Regions from separate parts of the Mus musculus genome. Here region 1 is linked to region 2. Evidence: chromatin contacts called from public promoter capture Hi-C data. All regions are on one chromosome and are shown on one strand. The core of a region is the stretch at or near the end of the contact, and the rest is flanking DNA. Distances in the headings are between cores, read along the strand shown.

Evidence for each region. Promoter capture Hi-C pulls out the DNA fragments that hold promoters and counts their contacts.
Region 1: a contact with region 2 is called in a promoter capture Hi-C map of pre-B cells, with 4 times the contacts expected there. The contact joins the promoter of Dek here to the promoter of Rbm24 in region 2. A contact is called at or near these places in 2 of 39 promoter capture datasets (the HPC-7 cell line and pre-B cells).

The regions. Positions count from the first base shown.
Region 1 is chr13:47,102,312-47,107,823 of GRCm38.p6, forward strand. It overlaps Dek (DEK proto-oncogene (DNA binding)), which reads right to left and starts at 3,910. Exons shown (of 11, transcript NM_025900.2): 1 at 3,762-3,910; 2 at 3,261-3,426. The coding sequence starts at 3,417.
Region 2 is chr13:46,416,771-46,422,446 of GRCm38.p6, forward strand. It overlaps Rbm24 (RNA binding motif protein 24), which reads left to right and starts at 1,530. Exons shown (of 4, transcript NM_001081425.1): 1 at 1,530-2,428; 2 at 3,505-3,628; 3 at 5,081-5,135. The coding sequence starts at 2,261.

The sequences.
Region 1 (5,512 bases), core at 2,660-5,159, 690 kb after region 2:
CATTTGACTTGTGAAAAAAAATCATCTAGTTTCTCATTTATTTCTTTCTCATACATAAAAGAATTAATCTATATGTATATAAACTGTAATAAGATAATTAGTATTTCAAACTCATTTTATTTTGTCCTGAGTCTCTGAACAATTCTAAATGTTCATACAAACATGTAATAAGTTATTTAAGCTAAGCAGTCATCCTACTGTGCTATAAACACTGGAGCATGCTTCTACTGTATTTTGGTACCTGTTTTAAGATAGCTGGCTAAACATTACTTTGTAGTTTGATAACAATGTTCATAATGTCCGTAAGTCAGTCTGAGAAAGTTAAGTACCCTTTAATCCAGTCTTCTAAGAAAACCCCAGGAAATATGTGGTATATAAAGCTTAAAACATTGTTATATTTAAATAACCACTTACTTCTTGGTTGAAATCTAGTCAAATACAAAATTTATTTTGTGGAGGTCCTCTCATTCATTCAAATGAATACCTACTGTGTCCAAATTGTACCAAATACTCATTGTTTTGAAAATTCAACTAGGAAAATAAAAACCATACATAGTGTAAAATATCTTTAAGAAAGATATATATAAGGGATAAGGATATAGCTCAATGATAAACGTCTGAAATGTTCAAGTCCCTAGATTCAATCCTCAGTTTTGAAGAGAAAAAGATAATAGATATAAAATGTGTGAGACTGGCTGGCTAGACTCCTGAGCATGTAAGGTGCTTGCTGTCCAGTCTGGTGATCTAAGTCCAATACCCTGGGGTCTAAGCCCAGAATGAATATGGTGGAAAAGAAATGACTCCAAGATCTCTTCTGACCTCCATATGCACCACTCCTAGCCACACACAAGACACAGAATGCTTTGTGAGGGACTGGAGACATGGCTCGGTGGTTAAGAGCACTTACTGCTCTTTCAGAGGACCAGTGTTTAGCCACTGAGCACATGGCAGCTTACAACCCTCTCTGACTCCAGGCACCTTCTGGCCTCCAAGGATACCGGACCATGGTGGTGTACACACATACATGCAAGCAAAACACTCATATATAGAAAATAAAAAGAAAGCTTAAAAACAAAATTTTTGTGAGTTGAAGGGGGATTATTATTTGGGGAGGAAAAAGAATCAAAACATTAGTGTAGGCTTTCCAAGATAGGTCAGGTTTGGGGGATATAAAGATTTGTGGAGAATAAATGGAGAAAGACAGCACTGAGTGGAACAGCTCCTATAGTCACCCGACTGCCTCTTAGTACCAAGTCATTCACTTGCTCTGGATCAGATCTACAAATTAGTTCTCAGAAGCCCAACCTGGAGCAGAGCTTTCAAATGACTGCACCCCACTGTAACCTTGACAGCTCCTCTATGTCCTACAGGAACCCAAACAACACATCCAAAAGACCTCAGCATCACTGCCAAGCATGCAGGCTTGGTTTTCTACAGAACAGCAGCAGCATCCAAACACTATAGAGGAAAGGCGAAGTCACAGCTCGGCCTCTCATCTCCCCCAACTCACTTCCAATTCTCGCCTCACTTCACAGACCAGTAATTTCACTGACCCCACACCTCTCTGTCATCATACTGAAGGTAAGTATTCTGGGACAAGTAGAATAGAAACTTGCCGTTCCAGTTACCTGGAATGTCCCTAAAGAGAAAACTGAGTAAGAAGGAACCAGATTAAAACTGTGAAGGACTAAACCTACAAATAGCACTTTTAAAAACACAACCAACTTATTCAGCTAGAATGAAATCCAGGATCTTCTAAAGCACTCAATGACAGCCTCCCCAGACACTACTGTTTGGGCCTTTTATACAGAATGTCTCACTTTCTTTCTGCCCAAGAAAACTCACCACCTCTAGAACTCTAGTATCACAACTTTGCCCCACTAGGAAGAAAAACAAACAAAAACACACACACACACACACAAATCCTGTAAAAGTGTTAAAGTCTTAGTTATACTGATAGTGCAGTCAACTTTCAGTCATTATTGTTAGCATTCTTTCTAGGCTCCGCCCAACAGTTACCTAGCAACAGCCAGGTAGGCCTGGCTGGCTATAAAAGGGTCTATTTGTACTCTCTTAACTCTCTGCCCCCTTTCACTTTCTCCCCTTCCCCTCTCTCTCCACGTGTTCCTGGCTGCTCTCTCTCCTCCCCTGCCCCAAATAAACTGTTCTACACTACACTTATCTATGGCTGGTACCTCAGGGAGGAGGGATGCCTTAGCACACACTGCCATCATACCATGCTCTAAAACACCACATCATTGACTTTATAGAACACACCAATTATAAATAATCTAAAAGCAATTTAAACAATTCTTATTAAGATTTATAATTAAAGCCAAGGTTGTACTTAAATGACACGCTCCCATAAGGTCTTAGAGCACATACCACTTCAAATAATAAGTATGCCTTGTCCTCTTAACCTAGATGGTATTTATAAAAAAAAAAAAGAAGAAAGAAAAGAAAGAAAAGAAAAGAAATGACAGTTTGGGAAGAGCACTTTAACCTTTAGGCCTGCTCCCAAGTCTGGCTGAGCTGTGGCCATCTGCACCATTAAGCTAGATTGTGAAGCTGTGCCTTGGATTTTCCAATAGCTGAGCCTGTCGGGTAGACTGATGCATGCACTCTGACTGACACAATGCTTCTTCGCCCCGCTCTGCCTCTACTCAAATGAGGCTTCTTACCACCCTCCTTGGGTCAGAATCAGTCCCCAAAACCGAGAGAGCTGCGGGCTCCCGTTCTAACTTTCAGTTCAGTTTTCTCATTTTTAAACTACTTTCTCCAACAGCAACAACTTTCACGGCAAAGAAAAGCACTCCCACAAGAACCCTTATGGGGGAGGGGCGGGGGAGGGAATCAGCAGCTACACACAGCCGAGAATATGGAAATGAAAACATTTCCAGGATTTGCAAGAATGCCTTGCAGTGTTGTTTCGTTACGGAACCTCGGGGTAACTTCAAAAAGCGGATCTCAGACTTACAAACTCCCTAAACGAACGACGAAGTGTTCTGAAGGCGCATCGGGAAAAGGCTCTTGCTACACTTGCACCGAAACCTTGGCAAATACTCAAAAAAAAAAAAAAAAATCCAGATTCTCTGCCACTGATTGTTAGCATTCGCGTGAAATCCACCACTCCGACTTGACGCCTCTAAGCGTTAAAATGCAAGATAACTGTTTCCCAAAAGGAGCGAGGGAAGGGGAAACTTTTGATGTGGGAAAAAAAAAAATCCACCCGTGAGGGATGCGTATCCCTGCCCACCCACCTTTTTCTTCCTCCTCGTCCTCTTCATCATCGTCTTCGTCATCCTCCTCCTCCTCCTCACTCTCTTCCCTGGGACCCGGCATCTCGGGTTCCTTCTCGGATGAGGGCGGCACGGGGGCGTCCTCTCCCTCCGCAGCGGGGGCCGCCGCCGCCGACATGCTGGGGGCCTGCGGGCGGGGAGGAAGCCGCACGCTTCGGTTCTCTCGCTCGCGCGGGCATGGAGCGTGCCGAGCGCCCAGCGTCAGCTCCCCTCCAAGTCGCCTACCCTGGGTCTGTCACTCGGCCCGCCTCCCCGGGGATGCCCGAGGCGGGAAACCGCACCGCCCTCTCAGCCGCCCGCGCGCGCTCCCGCCCGGCCTGCGCCGCCCCGGGCCGGCTCGGGCCCGGCCAGTGTGGCCCAGGCGAGCCGAGCCTTGCGAGTCCCCTCCCCCGCGGCGGGCCTCAGTGCTTCTGGCCGCGTCCCCTCCCCGCTGCCCCGGCGCCTCCCCGCCGCCGTCCTCACCGCGGGTGCGCACGAGAAGGCCGCCGCTGTGTAGAAGTCGCGCGGGGCCGAGGTCCTCGCGCCGCGCGCTCGCTCTCTCTCGCGCTCTCTCTCTCCCCGCTCCTCAGAATCAACAAGATTTTCAAAATGGCGGTTCGGGAAGCAGAGCGGGAAGGCGCCGGCCAATCAGCGCGCGGCGCTGGGAGTTGGCGCGCGCGGGAGGGCGGGCGGGAGGCGGGGCGGCGGCGTCTCTCGCGGGCTGCCCGGGCGGGGTCTCGGGGGGTCTGCGGTCCGCGGGAGGACCCGGGTCGCGGCGTCCGGCGGGTGGCTGGGTGGGTGCACGGGGTGGCGGGCGGGCGCGAGCCGGGGCCTCCGCGCTGAACGGTTGGACGCTAGGGGGCCTGCGAGCTTCCAGCCTCCCGATCCCGGGAGAAAAATGACCGGCCGTCCTGGGCCGCGGAGCCGGGGAGCGTCTGGAGGTGACGAAGTTGAGGGATCCGCCGAAGTCTTTCTCGACTCGACTTCACGCGGCGATCACCCCGCGGACGGGGTTGATTCGGAGCCACCACGTTTGTTTCCGAGGGGTCGTTCGAGATGAAGGCTTCCAAATGAGACCTACTTGCGAGGCTTCCCGTCGCCGGTACGCTGCACCGTGACAGGGACCCACCACGTTAAGTGCTCACACCACCAGCGACATAAATAGGTTTCAAACCGGTGAATGTTAGACAGATTCACCCTCTTCCTTTCTCTAGCCCCCTTGGTCTCCCCTATAATGCAGATACGGTATTTGTCCAGCCACACTCTCCTGTCAAGAATTCTAGGCAAGCCCTCTGATACCTTTTAGAGTCCACAGTTTAAAAGCAACATTTCCTTACGTGCTCTCCTATGTGATTGTCTTCATTTTTTCCCTACCCTGAGAATAATCTCCCTCCCTCCCTTTTTTTTATCCAGTCAACCTGGTGGAAATATGATTGGTTTCATTTGCCATAATAGTCTCCAAGTTGAGGGACAAAAGTTAGACTTTATTTTCTTCTGTGCCCCTTTTGTAAACATACGCAAAGTCCTGCTATTTTTGCTTTCAGATCTTAAGCCATCTCCCATTCTACTGATTCTGCTCACCTTTCTTTGTTTTTTAGTTTGGGTTGCAACAGAGCCCTTTCCAAGGGCTACTCTCTCTGCCTTTTCCCACTAATCACACCTCAGCCAAAGCTATTTTATTTAGTTTGATCTTCTGCTTATAAGCCTCAGATGGTCCCATCATAACTTGGAATAACCTCCAAATTTCCATATCACAACGTGTAAGATGCTACTTAACTGGCTGCTGACCCTCTGTCTGATGGCTCCCTGACACAGTTGGCCTGTCAGTCACACATGCCTTCCCTCATGTTCCTGCACATGGCTGTCATTCACACTATCTAGGATTTACTCTTCCACTGCCAGGGCTGCTCCTTCCTATTGTCATCAATGAACTCGGTCCTTCCCATCACTTATCTCTGGTCAAGTATTTCTCTTACCTCCAGGCCATCACTGTTTTGATACCATTCTCATCCGTTCCTTTATAAGTACCGAATCCTCTGTCCATCATAACAGGCCTGCCATCTTGAAGACGAGACTGTAGTTGAGACATTAAGCAAAAATACATAGATTGTGTGGTAGTGATGCAGCAGTCACAGGGGGATCTGGAGTACCAGCAGGGGGGCTTTCCTTTTAAAAGGTCAGTGATTAAAGGAATGAGAGCGGAGAGAGACATGGTATGCTCTAAAGGATTATCT
Region 2 (5,676 bases), core at 280-2,779:
GGATTAACCACAGCGAGATTTCTTAGTTTTCCTTTTCTCTCACTGAGGATTCAAACTGACCCCGATAACCTCGGGCAGCCTCCTGTGGAAATCAGCAAGATGAATTGAAGATTTCCTACCAGAATATTTGCTAGTAATTCTCATTCACCTTTGCACACACCACATTCTTCATTGGCTGGGGTTGACAGCTAAGGTGCCCTGGAAAGTAACTGGGGTATGTCTGTGGGGCTCTATCGGTTAATACACTGACCTGTTTAAAAGGAAATAAAAGATGTAGCTCAGGGGCAACTAGTGTTGGGACTACACTGGCCTCTCGGAGCAAAACCCGCTTGTGCAGTGAGGGCAGAGAGTGAAATGTTCTGCTTACATTAAATACTTTCATCGGGGGCCTGGGGATGTAGCTCAGTCGGCAGAGTGCTTGCCTGGCAGGAAGGAAGCCCTGTGCTCCTTCCCAAAGCTTCCCATAAACCCAGAGAAGGGGCACATGCCCGCAGTCCCAGCATTCAGGACTCTGAGACAGAAGAATCAGAAGTTCAAATTCAAAGTAATCTTTATGATACACCGGAAGTTCAAGGACAGCCTGGGATACACAATACCCTGTCTCAAAATAAGGGGGAGGGGTATTTTAATCTAAACCTTAAATATGATGGGCTGATTTCAAAGCGTCATTAATTTAAAGCCCTATTGAGCATAAGAACTGCCAACGAGCTGGCTTAAATTAATAAACATATACTACGTTTAGTGTATTCTATCTATGCTTCCAGAATTGCTGGTAGAAATCCATCGTTATGTAACAGCCCCCACCCTTTTAAAAGAAATCATACTTTTTACAATTATATCCGGATAAATAAATGAGGTCAATTCACTAACCGTTCTGCAATTCAAATAGAAGGAAATAGATTCTTTGCTTAGTGGGGAAAAAAAAAGGCGGAGGTGGGAGCGACTTGTGTTGAGACAGACATTGTACCCATCTTCCTGAATAACTAAGTTAGGCAGGAAGCACAAATTTGATGATCGTGGGAGGTACAGTACTAATTCATGGTCCTCTGCAGTAGTCAGCAGGGCCAGATGAATACAGACACCCTTTGCTAGCTGTGAGCCATTAAAGCCAAAGTTTTTCTCAAGCATTCCCAAATGCTAGGGGCTATTATTATTATTCACCCCACCACATAACATCCCTGGGGCTCTTCCTCTTGGTTACCCACAGCACCAGCTTTTGGGGGCTAAGAAAACTTGAGAGTTCTTCTCACGGTTCAGACGCTAGAGACAGATCTCCTTGGTCCCAGGTGTTTGGGAGGGGACTGGCCTCTGTACAAACCACCCCAGGCCCCGGGGGACTCTCAAGTCAACTGGTCGTGCCAGCGAGGCCTAGCAAGAAGCTAGCGTGGTCTGCTTCGGAGCGTCAATCAGCTCACTCTGGGTCCCTGCGGGAATCGCCAGGGGTCTTTGCGACTTTGACCAGTAGGAGCAGGCAACAACAGAGCCAGGCCGCCTCCAGCCGTTTCCAACTCTGCCCCAGCAACAGCGCCAGAGCCCCAGCCAGGCGACCCAGCGCCCGCGCGCGGGGAGAGAAGCAGCTGTTCCCAACAGCTGGGGGGCGGCGGCGCCGGGCGCCCCAGGTGCTGTCCCGGCCAATCGCAGGCGTCCGGCCCGCCCCCTCCCCAGCCGGGCGTCGACCCCCAGGGCCGCTGGGGAAAAAGGAATAGAGGGTTGGAGAGCGGTCCTCCGTCCGCACTGGTGTGGCAGCTACTAAGCAGAAGGGACGGTTCCCAGACCGAGCCGGGCCCAGCACCGCGCCCCCAGCTGCCACCTCCGCGCCCCCGGGACACGGTAGCCTCTGAGCCAACCCCCATCCCACTAAGCCACTCGATTTTTTGAGAAAGAACCATCTACCTCTTCTGGACTTGGAGACCACCACCCTCTCTGCATTTAAGAAAAAAAATATTTTTATTTTATTTTTACTTTCACGCGGCGTGAGTGCAAAAGGCTCCCACAGTCCGCGGCTACGGAGCTGGTTACCCGGACGATCCGGAAGGTCTGGACAGTGACCGGACGCGGGGACTGGAGCAGAGCGCCTGGGCGAGTGTCGGGGACAGTGGGCCACTTGGGAAGCCGCGCGCCCAGCGCCCACGCCGCCCCCTCGCCCCCGCGCGCGCCCTCGGCCCCCGGCGGCCGCCGCGCGCTGCGGGAGACGCGGAGCCCGAGGACCAGGCGCAGCCGCAGCCGCAGCCGGAGCCCGAGCCGCGGGGCGGGCGCGAAGATGCACACCACCCAGAAGGACACGACGTACACCAAGATCTTCGTGGGAGGGCTGCCCTACCACACCACCGACGCCAGCCTGCGCAAGTACTTTGAGGTCTTCGGAGACATCGAGGAAGCGGTGGTCATCACAGACCGGCAGACCGGCAAGTCCCGGGGCTACGGATTTGTAAGTTACGTGGAAGAAGGACTCAGGGTGGGTGGGGAGCAACTAAGAGAGGTCCTGGCCAAAGCGATCAGGCCAGCAGGGAGCAAGTGGCCCCAGGCCCTGGGGAGGCAGAGATTAGGATAAGGGGCACAGTGGGACCTCGCGGGACGCCCGTTCACTCGGAGCTAAGCTGAAACTTTAAGTGCGATGGGGCTTGGAGAAACGAAGGGCCGTGGCTGCCTCGTGGGGTACAGAGAGGACCTGAGGCCATGCTCTTTCGGTGGCCCCGAGAGCCTGGGAAGGAGAGATGGGAGATGTGGAGAGTTGGGAGGGAGGAAGCAGAGCCCCTCACTGTGGATTCCCAGGTTGGAGGCTGGTTGTTAAGTGAGCTGGTGCTTTGTTTAAAAAAGAAAAAAAAAAAAAAACAGTGTGTGTGTGTGTGTGTGTGTGTGTGTGTGTGTGTGTGTGTGTTGTTTAGGCCCAGGGAGGGCTAGAGCTAACACACACACACACACACACACACACACACACACACACACACTCACACACACACACATACACACACACACACTTTACATCACTATCTTTTAAATTGCAAAGGTAGATTCTAAAAGGAAAAGAAAAAGCTGCACCTCTGGGTGTTTGCCTAACTGAAACAGCACATTAAGCTTCCTGGAGATTTAAAGGGGCGAATTCAGCAGCCCAAAGAGCTGAGAGCCCAGGAGCAGGGCAATCGCTATTGTCGCTGGGGAGTAACCAGCTGGTTTGGGGCTGGACTTTGTTTAAAGCCCACAGTACCTCTGGGGCCCCGGTGGGAATGTAAAAGGTAAATCTCCGCGCGAATTCAGAATGGTGGCTCCCAATCTCTGTTAGGCCCCACATTAGCACCCTTAGGACTTTGGGTGGGGGGCGGGGGAGATCCTTCCTTCCTTTCTTCTTTCTGCTTTTTTTTTTTTTTTTTAAGGCAGAGAATGGAGAGTTAATGTTCCCAACCCCTCCCAAATAAGAAAAGAAAGCCAGCCAGCTCGGTGGCTTGAATCCTTTTCCTTCAGGGGTTAACTGAGGGCTCTGTGTGTCTGTCTGTGTATGTTGCTAAGGTCACCATGGCTGACAGGGCTGCCGCTGAAAGGGCCTGCAAGGATCCCAACCCCATCATCGATGGTAGGAAGGCCAATGTGAATCTGGCATACTTGGGAGCAAAACCAAGAATCATGCAGCCAGGTGAGCAACACCCTCCTCCCCCTCCCCCTCCCCCTCCCCCTCCCCCTCCCTCTCCCTCCTCCCCAACTCTCCACCCATCTGTAGACAGATTCCACTGCCACCCCCAGCCCAGAAAAGCCAGCTTCCTGAGACCCTGTAGCTCGGTTTGGTAGAACTTGAGCTGGTTGTTCCACCAAGGCATTAAAGATACATGAACATTGTAAGTACGCCTCTGGGTACTTGAGATGTTCAAAAATAGATCTTAGGGTCCAGATAGCTTGCACTCAAAAGTTAATTGGTGTGTTTTCCTATACAATGATAGATGTTTTTTTGTCTGCTTTCAGTTATCCAGTTTTTACTAGCCACTTGTGGATAAAAGGGTATACTACGTGGGCCTTGTCACCTCTGGCCGGCCAATGAGCCTTCTTTCTTAGTGTGCTCTAGGCCAGTTACGCTGTGCTCAGAGAATGCATGATCTGAATCCTGAACCAAGATGGACATAGCACATATTTTCACATAAAGTCACAGAGTACTAGCAGCCACATAGGAAGATTTCACCTCCACAGTTTACAATTTTGGGATTTTTTTGTTTGTTTTGTTTTGCTTTGTCTTTAATGATTTTTTACTTGGAGATGAGAAATAATTTATTTTTAAAAAATCCCCATAGCTGTTAGTTTACAATATTGCTAGGTCTGTGTGAAAATCTGTTGTATTATTTGGGAGTGTTATTTTCCTTTACTGAAAATAATTCACCTGAGGGTTGAGCTAATGACTCCGATCCTTTAGGCAAGCAGCTCTGTTGCCGAAATCATGTACCCTTCACTCAGCCTTGGCTGCAGAAGTTTAGAGAGAGAGAGAGGTTGACATTTCTGTTCAGGAGCCCAATTGTCAGAAAGGAAATACGTGGAGAAATTACCCACGAACATTCAAAACTCTGTCTTTCTAAAACATCTTCTCCGTAAAACTGTAAGAATTGTGCACGTACGAGTCTCAAAAGAGCGATGGGGAATTTTGTTTTTATACAATTTTAATACTATAAACTGTAAAATGGAAAACTTTTCAAGGCATGCCATTATGTTCCAAATTGCAAAGACTTTTTTCTTTCTCTTCTCCTCCTCTTCCTCCTTCTTCTTTTTCTTCTTTTTTTGCTTGTGGGTTGGAACTGTAGGAATATTTGTGAATTTAACTTCATTGTTGTTTTTGGGTCTCTCTCTAAATATTTTCAAATCTTTTTTTATGTCTGTTAAGTAAACTTTGCAGAGTTTTTTTTTTAAGTTTTCCAATCTTAGTCTATTCAAATGTTTACTTAGGATGAATGATAACATTTATAAAGCATATCTATTTTCCATATATAAAGAACAGTTTCATAGGAGTGGTTCTTTTTAAATCACAAATTGTGACTGTAGTTCCTTTGTAGGAATACTATGTCCCTAACTGTGCACAAACAGGAATTGTGGTGTGTTTTATTGCTAGGTTTTGCCTTTGGCGTTCAACAGCTTCACCCAGCCCTTATCCAGAGACCTTTCGGGTAAGTCAATTTACCAAGCCCTCCCAGATCACAACATGGTTACCATTTGTCTCCCTGCCTTTTTGTTATGAACAGACAAGGTCGACACATGGCAGAACATTCCGGGTTTTGCATATTTATATATGCTTATGTATTTTTTAATGCTGATACTATAAATATTTTTAGATGAGTCAAGTTATCCGACCAAGTATGCAGTCTCCAAACCAGCCAAATGTTGGGCTTATGATTGATTAAACAAAACAAAACAAAAACAAACAAAAAAATCAAAACCAAAAATACCAGGTACGACGTGTGCACAAGACATGTGTCCCATTCACCATTCCTGCTGTTGGCTTGACTCAATGTGATTTATCTCTTTCTAACCTGACAGGGCTCGTATACAGTTAAGCTAACTGATCAGAAGGATGCGGTGATGAGAGGTGGACTAGTTCTGTTTGGAGTTAAACTCTGTAACCAGTAGACTCAGACACACAAGCTCAGATGGTGATTAACCATGCATGGATGTTGGTGGTGCTGTCTTTATTTTTTATTTTATTTTTTT